Regions from separate parts of the Pan troglodytes genome. Here regions 2 and 3 are each linked to region 1. The links are chromatin contacts, called in public Hi-C maps. All regions are on one chromosome and are shown on one strand. The core of a region is the stretch at or near the end of the contact, and the rest is flanking DNA. Distances in the headings are between cores, read along the strand shown. Region 1 holds the start of CCND2 (cyclin D2). Region 2 overlaps LOC104001414 (a long non-coding RNA gene). Region 3 overlaps LOC104001414 (a long non-coding RNA gene).

Region 1 (4,865 bases), core at 483-2,982:
CGGCCGGCGACCCGAGCATCCGGAGGGGTCCTGGCTCCTGGCGAGCGCCACCCCCCGACCTACCTCCAGCATCCAGGTGGCCACCATTCTGCGCATGTAGGGTTGGATGTCCTTCTGCACGCACTTGAAGTAGGAGCACTGCGGAAGGTAGCGCTCCTCGATGGTGAGCAGGTTCTGCAGGACGCGGTCGTCTCGGAGCAGGTTGCGGTCCCGCACGGCCCTGCGGACCGGGTCCACCTCGTGGCACAGCAGCTCCATGGCCAGCCCGGCGGCCCCTCTCCCTCCTGCTTTCCCCGGCCTGGAAAAGGGTTTTTCTGTTTTTGTTTTTTGGAAGGGGAGGGGAAAGCGTTCCCCTGACCTCCTTCCTTTGGCTAAATAGGGGGTTTTCGGGGGAGAGGTGAGGGCAGAGAGAGAAGGTGGAGCAGAAGAGAGGCGAGGATTGGGTGGTGGGCGAGCAGAGCCTCGGGGCTGCCTCACTCGCACCGGTCCTCCCCTTAAAACTGGTCTCGCTCTCCCCTGCTCGCTCTTCTCCGCTCTGAGGCGGTGACGCAAGCTGGCTGGGCAGTTAGCTCTCCTCCCTCTCCCCGCGCTCCCCGCTCTGGTTCCTCCTCCCCTTTCCTCCCCTCCCGGTCCTCCCCTCCTCCTTTCAATCTCTCCCTCCCTCCCTCCTTTTCCCCTCTCGTTATTAAGGAGAACAGCAGCTGGCCCGACCCAACTTCAAACGCGGTCCCCCGCCACCCCCCACCCCTCTCCCTCCATCCAGCCCTGCATGCCAGGGGCCCCGGACAGGGCAACCCACAAAAAACTACCGATTCCTATTTCTGCCCTCTAATTTCACTCATTCTGTAGGTGTAGCACGCCAAAATACGACCCTCCAACTTTGGCTTCTTCAAAACGGATCCTAATCCTCCTGCCCTTGTATTTAAGATCCAGGAATGTAGGGTAGATTATTTGAAGATGGGGTGACCTCGGACAATTTAGAAATAGGTCCCTTAAGTGAAAAATAAGGGAGGGGGTGATTTTAGAAAATAGCAACCTCGCATACCCAGAGATAAAGGTCATGTCCCTGAAGTCTGTGTTCCTGATAACTTCGAAGCTGTTTCAAAAGCCCCGATTAAAGGGACCAGAACAACGTCCCTTCTGCCCCCCCTGCAGAGTGTGTGCAGAGGAAGAAGAGGGAGGGAGAGGTGGGTATTAGGAAGGAAGGGGGGTGCTTCTCTGGAGGGATAGAATGTGATCCTCGAGCAGAAACCATCGTGTTTCTGGGGGCTCTTCGGGCGCCGTGGGGCGACGCGGTGCAGCGTCTAGGGCCGCCGCAGGCCGAGGGCAGGGCTCCCAGCGGTTCCCCCGCGGCCAGCGGCCACGCAGGAAAAACCCGCTTCCTCGCCCCTGCATCTGCTGACAAGCCGCCCGAGGTGTCTGCGCTGAGCGTGGCCACACCGATGCAGCTTTCTAGGAAATGGCCCGGGAGGGGGAGGGGGCGAGTGAGGGATTAGGTCCGGCTCCCCCTCGCTCCCCCTGCGCAAACACCACCACCCCTTCCTTTCCCCGGAGGCATGAGGCCTCCACGCTCGGTCCTTCGCCCGCATCCTCGCCGACCCCTCCGGTTTCGCGCCTCACTCGCCAGGCTTTCTCCCTGGGAGCCGACTGCGGTGAAGTCGCCGCCAGCACGGTCGGCCCTGACACGTGCTCTAACGCATCCTTGAGTCAAGGCTGTCTTTACAGGAGATATGATCTGGTGGCGTTTCTTCACCTCCTTCCTCCTGTCACCCCCCACCCCCACCGTGCCCTTTGGTGTATTTCACTCCAGGAGGAAGGGGAGAGACCAGCGCCCTGATGTGCTGGCCAAGCTGGCACGTGCAGCGGGCATGGCGTGGCTCGAGCTCTCTGGGCACACCGAGGCCGACTGAGTACCTCCCTCACCGAGAGAGGGGGCCCGGGCAGGGGCGCGGAGAGCCAGCAAGGCGGGGTGGGGCGCGGGCTGGGTGAGCCGTACACTAGGTTCCCTGCAAGGCGGAGGAGGGGAGCGAATAAACTAGAGGTGCAAGCGATTAACTCAGGCCCCGGAGCCAGCCTCTTTAAACGAGGGTGGGGCGGAAGGGGTGGTGGGGGGGAAAGGAGGGGATATCGCTTTAAAAGGGTGAGTAAGAGTTTGGGGCGCCGTCTCCCCTCCCTCTATTTGCATAGCCAATAGCTCTGGGGCTCCTGCTACTGCGCGCTGATTGTTACCGGGCAGATTACTTTTTTTTTTTTTTTTTTTTTTTTTTTTTTTTTAGTAGGACGCGTTCCCCACTACATCAAAAGGAAGCCAAGGGAGGGCGGAGGGAGAGCGGGCGCTGGGGCGGGCGAAACCTGGGGAGAGGCCCGGCCGCCTCCGACCTTATCAATAGCAGCGGGAATGAGTATCCCATCTCCTATATGTAAAGAAAGGGGAGGGAAGGGGCGGGCGAGGAAAATGTCTAATTGCTGTGGAAGCCATTAGCTTTCAGGAAGAAAAAAAGCTCGCTGAAAAACCCAAGTTGCAAACTCAAAATGAAACAGTCCAGCGCCGCGGATGACACCCGGGCCGAATACCGTGTACACCCGCACACAGTCGGCCCCGAACAATCACCTATTGGTTTTAGTCACGTTGGGCTTCCCGACTTAAGCTTTTGAGTCACCCCGGATAAGTACATTCACTTACATTTTAAGACCCCCATAAGGGAATTACTCCAATTTCACCTAAGCCACATTTGAGCGGATCAAAGAAAGTTGCAGCGGGGAGAGGCGAGAGAAGGAGGGAGCGCGGGAGGTATTTTTAAAGTATAAATCTAACCCGACAGGCAAGGACAGAGGCCGCCGGGACTCCCAGCCTCTGGACATCACTTGATACAGCTCTGCGAGCAAGGTCTCTTCCACCCCGACTCCGCACACCCCCCCTTCTCCGGGGAAAGGCATCCAGAGCTCTGGGTCTCCCGAAGTGGGGGCAGCGGGGGCGAGGAAGAAGCGGGTGGTCGTCCCGGGGCCCAGCCCACCCCGAGGAGAATGCCTGGGTGGCGAGTCCTCGCGTCTCGGGAGTGAGCCGAGGGCCCTCTCGCCCCTTCCCTCTCCCCCTCCCCCTACTCCGTCTTGCTTTACAGAGAAATTCCAGCGGGGAGGGGGGCAGCGAATGGGAGGGGCAGAGAGGGTCGCGGCCGGATGCCCCCCTTTCCCGGAGCCCTCTGCATTCATGGAGACCCGCAAGTTCGGGCGCTTCCCGCGTGGCAGGCTCGCCTCTTGAAGTTCCCCTGTCCACTTCCCCTTCCGATTACTGACTGTTCCCGAGCGTGAAGCTCGCCATCGAATCCAATCCCCGGTGGTTTTGCAGACTCTCACACGTGGGGTGGGGCGTGAGAGGGTGCGGAGGTTGGCAGAAATGTCTCTAGGAGGCTTGGACTGGAAACTGAGTTTTCCCTTTTGGTCGCCACTCCAGCCATGTGTTAAAACCCTAATGTCTTGTTAAAATGCACTCCACCTAGCACGCGGGAAAACGCATGTTGCCTTCTAGGCAAAAGTGCACATTTTCTTTCAGTGTAGACTTCGGTTTCAAGAAAAAGCGCAAGAGCCTGTGCTCTGGCTTTGAAGTCCAAACTGATCACCGTGGCGCGGGGGTGGGGGGCGGCGAGAGGGGGTAGATTGTTGGTTCTTCCTTATCTCCTTTTCACCCTTCACGGAAAAAAAAATACATATATATATATCCCATGTAGGACTGGTGATAAACTTTAGCGAACGCCAGTTTTATTGGACTTTTATTCTTTTTCCGGCCGGCTCCCCACCCTCTACGCTAGCGTTTTGGAGTTTCGGTTGGAAAGTGTACAAAGCCTGGAGGTGGAGGGTGCAGCAGGGTGTTGGGTGTTTATAGGCACTTTTCTGCAGGAGCCTGCAGCACTAAGCACACATACTCCCAAGCTTACCTGGAGGATGCCTGCCAGCCAGGTGATTCCGCGGTCGGCTCAAGGCCCGGGAGCAGCGCGAGTTCGAGTCCCGCCTTCTCCGCGCAGGGGCGCCTAGGCCAGGTGGGGAGCGGGTAGTGACTGAGTTCAGGCTCAGAAATGGGAGCCACTGCCTTCCCCTCGGCTCCCCCAAAGAGTGGAGCTGTGTTTGTGTTTCTCCGTGGAGGGATGGATGGTCAATCAAAACCGAAAACCCGACTGGCAAAATGCGAGGGGACACATAAATCCGAGGGGACACATAGGAGGCACATCAAGAGGAAGGAGGGAGTGCAGGCAAAGTAGAAAAATGCGGACAAGGAGAAGAGGGAAACGTCGGGAAGCGGAGAGCACGGGGGAGCAGGGTGGGTGGGGACGGGCAGTGCGATTGCAGGTGTTCACTCGCTTCCGGGACCCTCTGGTCGCAGCCGCGCCCGCCGGGGCGCTGGGGCGCTGGGCCGCTGCGTTCTGGAGGGGGGCAGAGTCCGCCAGGCCTGTGCATCCGCACTCCCTTCGGCGAATTTCGGCTTGGACGGGGCTGGATTACTGAGGCGGCAGATGCGACAGGCGTGAGTTAAGAAGGCGAGCGCCTGCCGTCTGTCACCCACCTAGCATCTCACTCCCCTCCCTTAGGAAAAAAAAAAAATTAAAAGACCCGAACTTCCCCCTCTTCCTGTCTGATTCAGCTTAGGACACGCCTCACGCGGCCGAAAATAGCTCTGGAAATACATTTGCTTTACAAAAGTGAATTTTCCAATAAGCTTTGGGGCGGGGGGCGTCCGGCGGTCGGCGTCGGGGGGCCCTGCCTCCCGGGAGGAGAAGGAACCGGCCGCCTCCGCCCTTCTCCCCCTCCAGGCGCCCCCGGGAGGGGGCCGCTGGGCGGCGGAATCGCGCCTCCGCTCGGGGAGCCACCACGCG
Region 2 (5,032 bases), core at 987-3,486, 160 kb after region 1:
CTTTGACCGGGATGATCTCCCACCCAGAGATGACTTCACCTCCCTAAGCCAGACAGGACTGAATGGGAGAACAGCTGGGGAGGTGCATGCAGCACAACCTGGAAAGTGTGTGTGTGTGAGTGTGAGTGTGTGTGAGAGACTGTGTGTGAGAGAGAGAGAGAGAGAGAAACAGAGAGAGAGAGAGAGGGTGAAAGAGAGAGAATTGCTTTTGTATGAATCTGTCTCTTTCTTTTTCTTTCTTTTTTTCAGCAAACCACAGACCGGCTACACATTCTTGGGCAGTTTCCTGAAGATGAACTTAAGATTTTGAGAGAGAGAGAAAAAAAAGAAAAGAGTAGGGGTGGAGGAAGAAGCGAGGCAGAAAGTAATCAAGCTCACGTGCATGTGCATGCGCGTGCTCACACACACACACACACACACTCTTCACACACAACTCCTGGCAATAAGGAAGTGAGACTAGATCTTTTTCATGAATGGGCTTAACTCAGCCTTGCTGAACTTCCGCTCTCCCATTCACCAGCATTCAAATTTCACCTTCTGACCATCCAAGGCAGCTGGCTGCTGGCCCGGGAACTAAGAGCACTTTGAGATCATCCCTCTGACCACAGGCAACTGTGTGCTTGCAAGGAATCTTCTTTCCTGAGCTGGTAAATTCAAAATGACCAGGGTGTTCCCAGGGTACCAGGTTTGAGGGCCACTGACCCTTGAACCCCCAACCCTACCTACTGCCCTATTCACCCAGGACCACAGCTTACACTCTGGAAAAGCCAAGAAATGACAGCAGGCAATGCACACGGAGGAAACATTTCTGCACAGCAACTGCACAGGAGGACAGCCCAGGTGAACTCTCTGGGGAACGTTCACGCCTGCCTTAAATTAGGCTGGGGGAAATGACAGTCACCATTTTGGAAAGGACACTTTATGGCTTTTCCCATGGGAGCTAGGGAGCAATGAACTGGGGCGTGTGACCTATAAGTGTGCCATTCTTTCGTATTGGGTGGGAGCCAGGCGAGGCACAGGCAGCGGTGGAAGTTTCTGTTCCCTTGAAAATCAGCCTCGAGATGCCTGGCAGGGTGTGTCCAGGCAGTGGAAGGACCGGTGAAGGGTCTTGAGCAAAAGTCATTTCATGTTGCTGTGCTCCAGCTTCCTCATTTGTCAAGAGGTGGCAATAAGACCTCCCTGGGACAACCGCTGGGGTGACCCAGTGAGCTAAGGCCAAAGACCTGACTCCCCAGTGTGAATGACCCGGGCTCATCAGCAACCCAGCTAGGGAAACCCCTACCACCTAGAGCTGACAAAGCAGGTGCCATTGTTCTGAAAGAATAAGGATAGCTTTATCTCTGAACTTCCAGAAATGGTGGCTGCGACAGACTAGTGGCCCAGAAGCGAGGAAAGCGATGGGAGGCAGACAGGGCTGGCCTGCCCCAAGACCAAAGGAGGAGCAGGAGAGAAGTCGGGGTAGAGACACCACGGAGGCTCAGCTTTTCTTTTCCTGATTTCTTTCCCCTCTCCTGCAACTCCTTCTAATGGAAGCTCAAGGAGGCAACGGAGAAAGGGACATCCTTTTCCTGACTCCACCTTGTATCCTTAGAATCCTCATGCAGGCTCCCTGGTCCCCACACTTGGGCTACAGGGGGTTTCCAAGCCCCGTGTCTTACAATGTCTGGGCCCAGAGGCAGGAGCATAGATGAGATGACCTTCAGAGCGCCTTCCCCGCTTGGGGCAAGGAGTCTTTCTCCAAGGCTGAATCTAGGGCAGCATGCTAGAGAACTGCATTCCACTCCTTGCAGCTGCTGAGCTACTGGGTCCAGCTCTGGGCACTGGGAATGGACTCGGAAATACCAGTGGGCTTTGTTTGGGCCGATTACTCACAGTACAGGAATGATATCCATTCCACTGGACTTTCTAGGAACTTGCCTGCAGCTGGAGCGGTCCCTGTCCCTAGGTTTCCTCTAGCACAGAGAGGCTGCTAGCAGAGGCCTGGCTGGGGAGGGAATGTGCAGCTTACAGGGGATGCCAGTGGGCCCCAGGAAGCACTGATGCAATGCTCTTTTTATTAAGTTGGGCTCTGAGCCCTTCTCCCCTGTGATAACTTCCGGGAGTAGCTGTCCCCATTTCCCTGGTCTCCTCTCCCTCTCCTGCTTCGAGAGCCAAATTCCCGCATGACAGCAGCACCTGAGGAATCCGAATTCACACAATAGTAATGCAGGTGGATAGAGGAAATGCCTGTTGGTCTAAGGAGCTTGGGTAATAAAGGTTGCCGTCCGCCGAAGCCTCCCATGCCAGGTGTGTGCCCAGCCCTGAAGGCTCTGCCTCCCTCAATCCTTCCAGCACCCTGGTTGTGCAGGTGCTGTCTTGTGACCTTTTTACAGACGAGGAAGTGGAGCCTTAGGTCAGGAAATGCTTTTAAGATCACATAGTTAGCAAATGGCAGAGCTGGGAATTAAGTCCATTTCTGCTCAATTACAAAACACCCGAGTTTAGTCACTGGACTCCGATTTTTGTGTGTACTGTAGTAGCTCAGCTTTTATGAGAACCGGAGATTAAGCTCCCTGAGGGTAAAGGCTATGTCTTATTTTTAATTTTATTTTATTTTTTACCCTATTTATCTCTGTAAGATGCCAGGAACTCGTTTTAAAATGCACCTGCCAAAACATGCTGAGATGGTGGGCGGCGGCTGCCCATGGATGATATGGAGGCCACTGCAGCTGAAGGGACAAAAAGCAACCCTGGAACTGTCCACGCTGCAGACAGACCTTTCGGTTTGCTCTCACCCTGCTTCTCCCGTGGCTGTGGTATTTTTCTCCCGTCTGCCTCCTGGTTTCTGCCCACTGGAGGCTTTTCCAGCCTCGTGACCTCTATTACTGCCCCCTCTCTGCAAATGCCTGCACCTACTCATCGCCCTGTCTTCAAGCCGCTACCGCATGACTGAGGTTCCTCTACTCTTCTTCCGTGTGCCATGTCTCTGTTCCCTAATGGCTTCTCTGGCTTGCTCTCTGTGTCTCTAAGCACCTGGGCCACCTCACTCTCCATTCCTGCTGAGGGTGTCTGAGAGAGTCCCTGATGGGTTAGTGACAACCCAAATCTGGAGATACCTGTTGGTCCCAGTCTCACCAGCTTAGCTTTTAGGCTGCCCACATTCTGTAAGGCAGTGGTCTGCAACCTTTTTGGCACCAGAGATGGGTTTCGTGGGTGACAATTTTTCCATGAATGGGGCAGGGGAGGAAAGGGTGGTTTCAGGATGACTGAAGCACATGACATTTATTGTGCACTTTATTTCTATTATTACTACGTTATAATATATGATGAAATCATTATACAACTCACCATAATGTAGAATCAGTGGAAGCTCTGAGCTTGTTTTCTTGCAACTAGACAGTCCCATGTGAGGGTGATGGGAGACAGTGAGAGATCATCAGGCATTAGGGTTTCACAAGGAGCGCGCAACCTAGATCCCTCGCATGCGCAGTTCACAGTAGGGTTTGTGCTCCTATGAGAATCTTATGCAGTCGCTAATCTGACAGGGGGTGGAGCTCAGGTGGTGATGTGAGCAATGGGGAGTGGCTATAAATACAGATGAAGCTTCACTCACTTGCCCACCGTTCATTTCCTGCGTGTGGCCAGGATCCCCCGATAGCAGCGGCTCACCTCAGGTCCTCCAATTTAAAGAGCAGGCACTTGAAGCTCAGAAACATTAAGCAACTTGCCTGAGGTCACACATTTAGAAGGTGATAGAATCCAGACCAGAACACACATCAGTCTGGGAAGATGAAAAAAAATCTGGAGATGAACGGTGGTGATGGTTGCACAATGATGTGAATGTACTTAATGCCACCGAATCCTTTAAAATGGTGAAAAGGGTAAATTTTGTCCTGTATGTTTTACCATAATAAAAAGTGGCTAAAATGGCAAAAAGAAACAATGAACAAAATAACCTCATGGGATTTTAAATTGGATTAAATGAGGTATTGTACCTAAACCCTTATCTTCATGCCTGGCACATAGGAGCTAATACGATGATTAATTATGCTAATATTACTTTTTTAGTTTCCTCACCTATAAAGTGGGGATAATAAAGATAACTCTCAGGGCTTTTTTTTTTTTTTTTTTTTGAGACGGAGTCTCGGTCTGTCACCAGGCTGCAGTTCAGCGGCACAATCTCGGCTCACTGCAACCTCCACCTCCCGGGTTCAAGCGATTCTCCTGCCTCCGCTTCCCAAGTAGCTGGGACTACAGGCGCGTGCCACCTCGCCCAGCTAATTTGTTGTATTTTTAGTAGAGACGGGGTTTCACCATGTTGGCGAGGATGGTCTTGATCTCTTGACTTCATGATCCGCCTGCCTCGGCCTCCCAAAGTGCTGGGATTACAGACGTGAGCCACCACGCCCGGCCTGGGCTTTTTTCCCCTTATTTCTTAGAAATTTATTGTGGCAGATTTATGCATATATAAGTTGCATTCATTTTTTAAAATGGAGACATCACCTACTTGAAGAGCATAAGTACTAAGTATACAGCTGGATGGATTTTACATATGTATTTATCAGTGTACTCACCACCCAGGCCAAGGTAGAGACATTTTCCATGCCCTGAAAACTACCTTGTGACCCTCCAGGTTAGGACCAGCTTCCTTCCCACTCTAGCACCTTGTCTGACACAGACTTGCTTGATCAATGTTATTAATAATCAATGCTATTATTAATAACACACTAATTACTGCTGTTTGACAAAGGGTAAAAACAATAGAACTGCTAATGATGACAATACTCCAAACCACAAAACTCACACAAGACCACCGGCCATAGAGCTAAGAGGTTGGCCCTTTGGCTGCCATCCACCAGCCATGCAGCTTGGGCCAAGAGGATGCCCCTCTGAGCTTCAGGGTCCTCATCCCTCAAGTGAGGCCTCAGTCTAAGTATCTAGAGTCTAAGGATCTCTATGGCGCCTTTTAGTTCTAACATTCGACAAGTCTAGGAATTCGGCTTTGTAACCTGGCAAGGGGCTGAAAAAAGTGTGGAAACTGAGGGTTACAGCA
Region 3 (5,087 bases), core at 32-2,531, 220 kb after region 1:
GCATTTGTCACAGCAGCAGCAACAGCACTCTCCACTACCACCACCACAACCACAGCATTGGCCAAGGGAGGTCTTTCTTAATTAAAGCAACTATCTTTCCTCACCATCAATGCAATTAGAATTTAATGAACCCAGGGCATTTCTTTTAAGGCCTCAAAATTATAGCTGATCTCAACACTCATGTGCTGGGTTGGAGGGAGAGGCATCACCCATTCTGAAAGCATGAGAAATGGAGGGCAATAGGAATTAAAGAGATGGAGTTGTGCTACACTGACGAGAATCACCTGGAGATGACGGGGACTCAAGAATGACCAGAGGAAAGGTGACTGTTCCTTCTACGGACTCTGAAAGAATGTGGAAAATCCTCACTTCCCAGCATGAGGGTGGGAGGCACATTAATCAGTTAATATACAAGCATTTATGCAACGCCACCTTGTGCGAGGCACTGCATTAGATCTATAGAGGGCATGATAGGAAGACAGATAGATAAATAAGACACAGTAGACACAAGTCCTGATTTCAGTCTACTTCAAACTACAGTTCAGGTGTGCATGCTGAAATGATGACTAGAAGGCAAGAAGTTAATGTTTACGTAAAGAAAGTGGCAGGAGTTCTAACAAGCCATGCTGTTTTGGAAGACACAGAACCCAAGGAGGCGGCGAGGAAGCAGAAAGCCTTCCAAGAGGAAAAAAAAACCAGCAAAGCACAGGCAGGAGAAGAACCTGGCCTGTTCTGGCATCAGTGAGCAATAAGTAGCAAACAAATGAGCCAGGGACTGTTTGGTAAATTTAAGTCATTAAATGCTTACAACAACCTTAGAAAGTAGGTTATTACTGTCACCCCTATTTTACAGATGGGAAAATTGAGGTACATAGAGATGAATTAACTTGCACAGATAGTAAGTGACAGCTGAGATTCAAACGCAGGTGGTCTCACTCCAGACCAGTCTGTCCAACAGAAATATTACGTGAGCTACAAATGCCAGCCACATGTGTAATTTTAAATATTCTAGTAGCCACATTAAAAAATAAAAAGTAAAAAAAGTAAAATTGATTTTAATATTTTACTTAACCCAGTATTTCCAAAATAGGTATTTCATTCATTCTTTGAAATCTGGTGTGTTTTATACTTACAGCACATCCCAATTCAGACTAGCCACACTTTAAGTGCTCAGTAGCCACATGCAGCCAGTGGTTACCAAATTGGACAATGCAGCACCACACTACCAGCTGTGCCCTTAATCACTCAGCAAGGCAGTCTCCACAGTGGGTGGCCTGACTGCAGATGGTCACAGGGTGATGAGATTGGATAGGTAAGCTGAGGGCAGGTGGAGGAGAGTTCCTAATGGTGGGTGAAGGAGTAAATGGTTTCAAGAGACCACTTTTGACCTAACATAACAAATGCAGTGCCTTACACATAAGGGCTCAAGCCTGTACCCTTCTTGTGTGATCACTCATTGGTCCCCAAAAATTACTGTGATTTGCAGATTGTGGGAGGTAATGTGGTACAGTAGAGGGAAGCCTTGGTGCTGCAGCTCAGCAGACAGGGGTGTGGGCCCACCCGCAACCGCACATCAGTTGTGTGATCTTGGGGAAGTTATTTAATGTCTTCAAGCCTCAGATTCTACATCTACAGCTCTAAAATGGGACTCACCATGCTGATGTCACAGCACTGTTTTAAGGATTAAAGCAGATTAAATAGACTTCAAGCTCTTAGTACAGTGCCTCACATGTTATAAACGCTCAAGAAATGCTAGCGGTTATTATTATCAGGAGCTCCAAGTTACACGGTTACAAAGTTCCAAGTGGCCCAGTAGGCCAGGCTGTGGACTGCCGCCTGAGTCCCTACATAGTGCATTTCAATTTGGCCTCTTTCTATGGTGCCAGGTGAGGCCAGGTCAGACTGGGGAGTCGACTTGTGTAAGACACACAGAGACCTGGGGGTGGGGTGCTGGGAAGACCCAGAGGGCTGGCTCCGGGTCCTGTTGGCTGGAGGAAATCATGCAGGAGATGAACTGGAATGGACTCCTGAACATGGATTCTTACTCAGTTAAGGAAAGCTGTTTAAGATCCTTGGACCTGAGAGCTGAGAGGAGACTTGGAGATCACTTAGGGTATGTCAATTCTCCTTGATTAGCAAATTAAGGAACTAAAATCCAGTGAGATGAAGTAATTGCCATGGCCAGGCGCCTAGCTAGGAGCAGAGCCCATGCCTCAAGTCAGAAATCTCAATTTCTTGTCTAGTGGTCCACACTTAATGAATCATGCCTGCGACTGCCTTGTTCTCATATCAGCCCTGGCTGCGGGTCAGAATTACGTGGAAAGCTTTGAAAATCCACAGATGTTGGGTTCCTCCACAAGAGATCCATATGGACATACTGCTTTCCACTGACCGTTTCCAAGAACCACCCTCCCATCGCAAAACTCTCTAGCCCCTCTTCAAAATCTGGCTTTTACATATCTCTTCTGTGAGGTTTTCTGAGATAACCATGACAATAATAATAGCAGTATTAATAACAGTAATAACCAATACTGTGAGGACTCACGATATGCCAGCCACTGGGCTAAGCATCTTGCATGGATCATCTGATTTAATCCTCACAAGGGCTACTGCATTTTTTAAAGCCTCATACAGAGGAAGAAATCAATGCTCAGGCAGTGGTAAGGGGTTTTTTGTCCAAGGTGAAACTGTTGCAGGTGGTGGAGCTAGGACCTGACCTGTCACTGGTCTGACTCCAGAGCTCATGCTCTTAACTCTGATTCTAGGTAATCACCATGTTAATGTTAACTTATTGGGATTTGCTTTGTGTATCAGTCTTATTCTTGCATATCTGTCCATCCTTTGTTTTCAACTACACTGTAGGCTCACCAAATGCAGGGACACTTTCTTCTTCCTGGGGGTCTCTGCTCTTCATCTAAGCCAGTGTGAGCTTGGTGGGTTTATGGGCTAAGAGTAGGTCAGCAAAGGGTAATCAAGGAACAGAGGCTTCTGTGTCCTGGGGGAGGGGAGGCCTTTGGAAACCTTGTTCTCTATTCTAGTAGGTATTTTTGAAATATAGAAAAATCACAAAAATAGAAAGTTCATAAAACCATACAGTTAGAATGGACAATAGATGTCTAACTCCACTTTTATTTTATAATGGGGAAACTAAACTGAGGTCTTTGAAAAATAAGTGACCTGTGAAGGATCACATAGTTGACGCAGGGATAAAACTGGAGTCTGGGAAGTAAACACAAAAACTATCACCATCATGTAGTATCTTCTTAGTGTATGTCATAGTTTTTATACTCATTGTCTTTAGTTTATGTAACGAGGTCAACATTTAACCCATATTTTATTGATGAGGAAACTGAGGCACTGACAGGTAAATTAACTTGTCCTGGCTCACACAGATGGGAAGTGACGCCAGATCTTCTGTCTCCTGGGTCATTATGTAATATTTCTAGAATTTTTTGAGAATGAATTATGTGGTAGGTATTTTATGTGCATTTTAACAATCATCACAGAAACTCTCTGTGGCAAATAACATAGCCCCATTTTGAAAATGAAGGAATGAGGACAAGGTGCGGTGGCTCGTGCCTGTAATCCCAGCATTTTGGGAGGCTGAGGGCGGATCACGAGGTCAGGAGATCGAGACCATCCTGGCTAACACAGTGAAACTCCATCCCTACTAAAAATACAAAAAAATAGCAGGGTGTGGTGGCGGATGCCTATAATCCCAGCTACTCGGGAGGCTGAGGCAGAAGAATCGCTTGAACCCAGGAGGTGGAGGTTGCAGTGCGCCGAGATCACACCATTGCACTCCAGCCTGGGCGACAGAGTGAAACTCCATCTCAAAAAAAAAAATTGAAGGAACTTAGAAGAAATGGTAACTTGCTCAAGCTTGCTTAGCTAGTCAGCGGTGGAGCTGAAATTCAAACACAGGTCTGTTTGACTCTGTGTCTTAAACTCCTAGCTGCAACAATACAGTGCGCTGGATGACTGGGATCCTAAAAGGATAAGGCTTAGGGACATTGTTAGACCTCACAGATACACATCATTTGCTTTGGCTTGTGATAATGAGAGAAGGGGTACAGTCCTGTCCATCATTCCAAGTCCCTTCTCCTAAATGCTGGTAGTGCTCTCTTTAGCACCACATCTCTGATGCCGACTGCAGCACTGACACTTTCCCGTAAAGCACACATCCCCTTGCATCAAGTCTGCAAACAGATGAAGCAGAAGGTCACACTTTCCAAGAACAAACTCCTTGGGTCTGAGAGCCAGCTGGAGATGTTTCAGTCCCAATTAGGTAATTTTGAGGGGGTAAGTTATAGCTTATACAAATAAGTAGTCCCAGCAAGGTTCTGCACACAGCCTTTTTAAAAAAGACCCCAAGAATCATCGTTATGAACATTGTTAACACTTTCTCCCGTGCCTTTACTCTGTTGAGCTCTAAGTACTTCTCCAATATAATCTCATTAAGTGTCCCGATATACCACTGACGTTAAAGGGAAGGAGAAGGCACTGAGCAGAATGGAACTGTGCTTCAGGTCAAAGGGGAAAGTGGGGAAGGAATCTAAATCTAGTCCCAAAGCAGGAGTGGTGAGATCAACCCTAACTCCAGGGCACAAGTCACCCGAAGGTAAGCATCCAACTCTCCTCTGGAACTGAATACCCAGCAATTCCATTTCCTTCCATTAGAAAAAAAAAATTAAAAGAAGCATTAATAAAAAAGAAAAAGCAGGGAAAAGAAATAAGAAAGTTTCTATCTCTACCTTTTCATTTCTTAAAACTCCAGCCTTTTCTGTCTCATTCATTGTTCTGAAAAAAAATTTTCTTTTTTTACATTTTTCTACGTGTGCTTTTTTTTGTTACCTATTTCTCAGTGTAGGTAGTTTGGGCCCCTGTTCTTTTTAAAAATTTAACTCAGGTTCCTGTTTCTTTGGAATCTTTTTGTCTACTCCCTCCAAGTATCTCATCTCATCTCTTCCCTCTCTCTCTTTTTAATTGGAGTAGTTTCTTCAAGCGCTAAGAAAATTCACTCCCTTGTTTTTTCTTCACTCTTTCCCTTTCAGCTGCGTTCCTGAATTGCTAGTGCACCAATTCTG

Evidence for each region. Hi-C and Micro-C count contacts between places; a contact is called where the count stands out from the background.
Region 2: a Hi-C map of stem cell-derived neural progenitor cells shows a contact between it and region 1, with 2.6 times the contacts expected there. The contact joins the enhancer-like site here to the promoter of CCND2 in region 1. A contact is called at or near these places in 6 of 7 Hi-C or Micro-C datasets (blood, induced pluripotent stem cells, a lymphoblastoid cell line and 2 more) and 1 of 1 datasets of contacts at active chromatin or transcription factors (stem cell-derived excitatory neurons).
Region 3: a Hi-C map of induced pluripotent stem cells shows a contact between it and region 1, with 1.9 times the contacts expected there. The contact joins the enhancer-like site here to the promoter of CCND2 in region 1. A contact is called at or near these places in 2 of 7 Hi-C or Micro-C datasets (induced pluripotent stem cells and stem cell-derived neural progenitor cells) and 1 of 1 datasets of contacts at active chromatin or transcription factors (stem cell-derived excitatory neurons).

The regions. Positions count from the first base shown.
Region 1 is chr10:11,437,226-11,442,090 of NHGRI_mPanTro3-v2.0_pri, reverse strand. It overlaps CCND2 (cyclin D2), which reads right to left and starts at 1,732. Exons shown (of 5, transcript XM_001156857.7): 1 at 64-1,732. The coding sequence starts at 258.
Region 2 is chr10:11,281,790-11,286,821 of NHGRI_mPanTro3-v2.0_pri, reverse strand. The region is part of intron 4 of LOC104001414 (a long non-coding RNA gene); the gene reads right to left. It also overlaps the pseudogene LOC107967711. Among named protein-coding and RNA genes, the nearest start is that of CCND2, 160 kb to the left of the region's middle. Within about 2 kb of position 2,236, at least 4 of the 24 cell types and tissues checked have an H3K27ac peak or open chromatin away from gene starts, as enhancers often do. A contact at or near this core is called in induced pluripotent stem cells and stem cell-derived neural progenitor cells, where this site is marked.
Region 3 is chr10:11,215,140-11,220,226 of NHGRI_mPanTro3-v2.0_pri, reverse strand. All of the region lies in intron 3 of LOC104001414 (a long non-coding RNA gene), which reads right to left. Among named protein-coding and RNA genes, the nearest start is that of PARP11, 170 kb to the right of the region's middle. Within about 2 kb of position 1,281, at least 1 of the 24 cell types and tissues checked has an H3K27ac peak or open chromatin away from gene starts, as enhancers often do. A contact at or near this core is called in induced pluripotent stem cells, where this site is marked.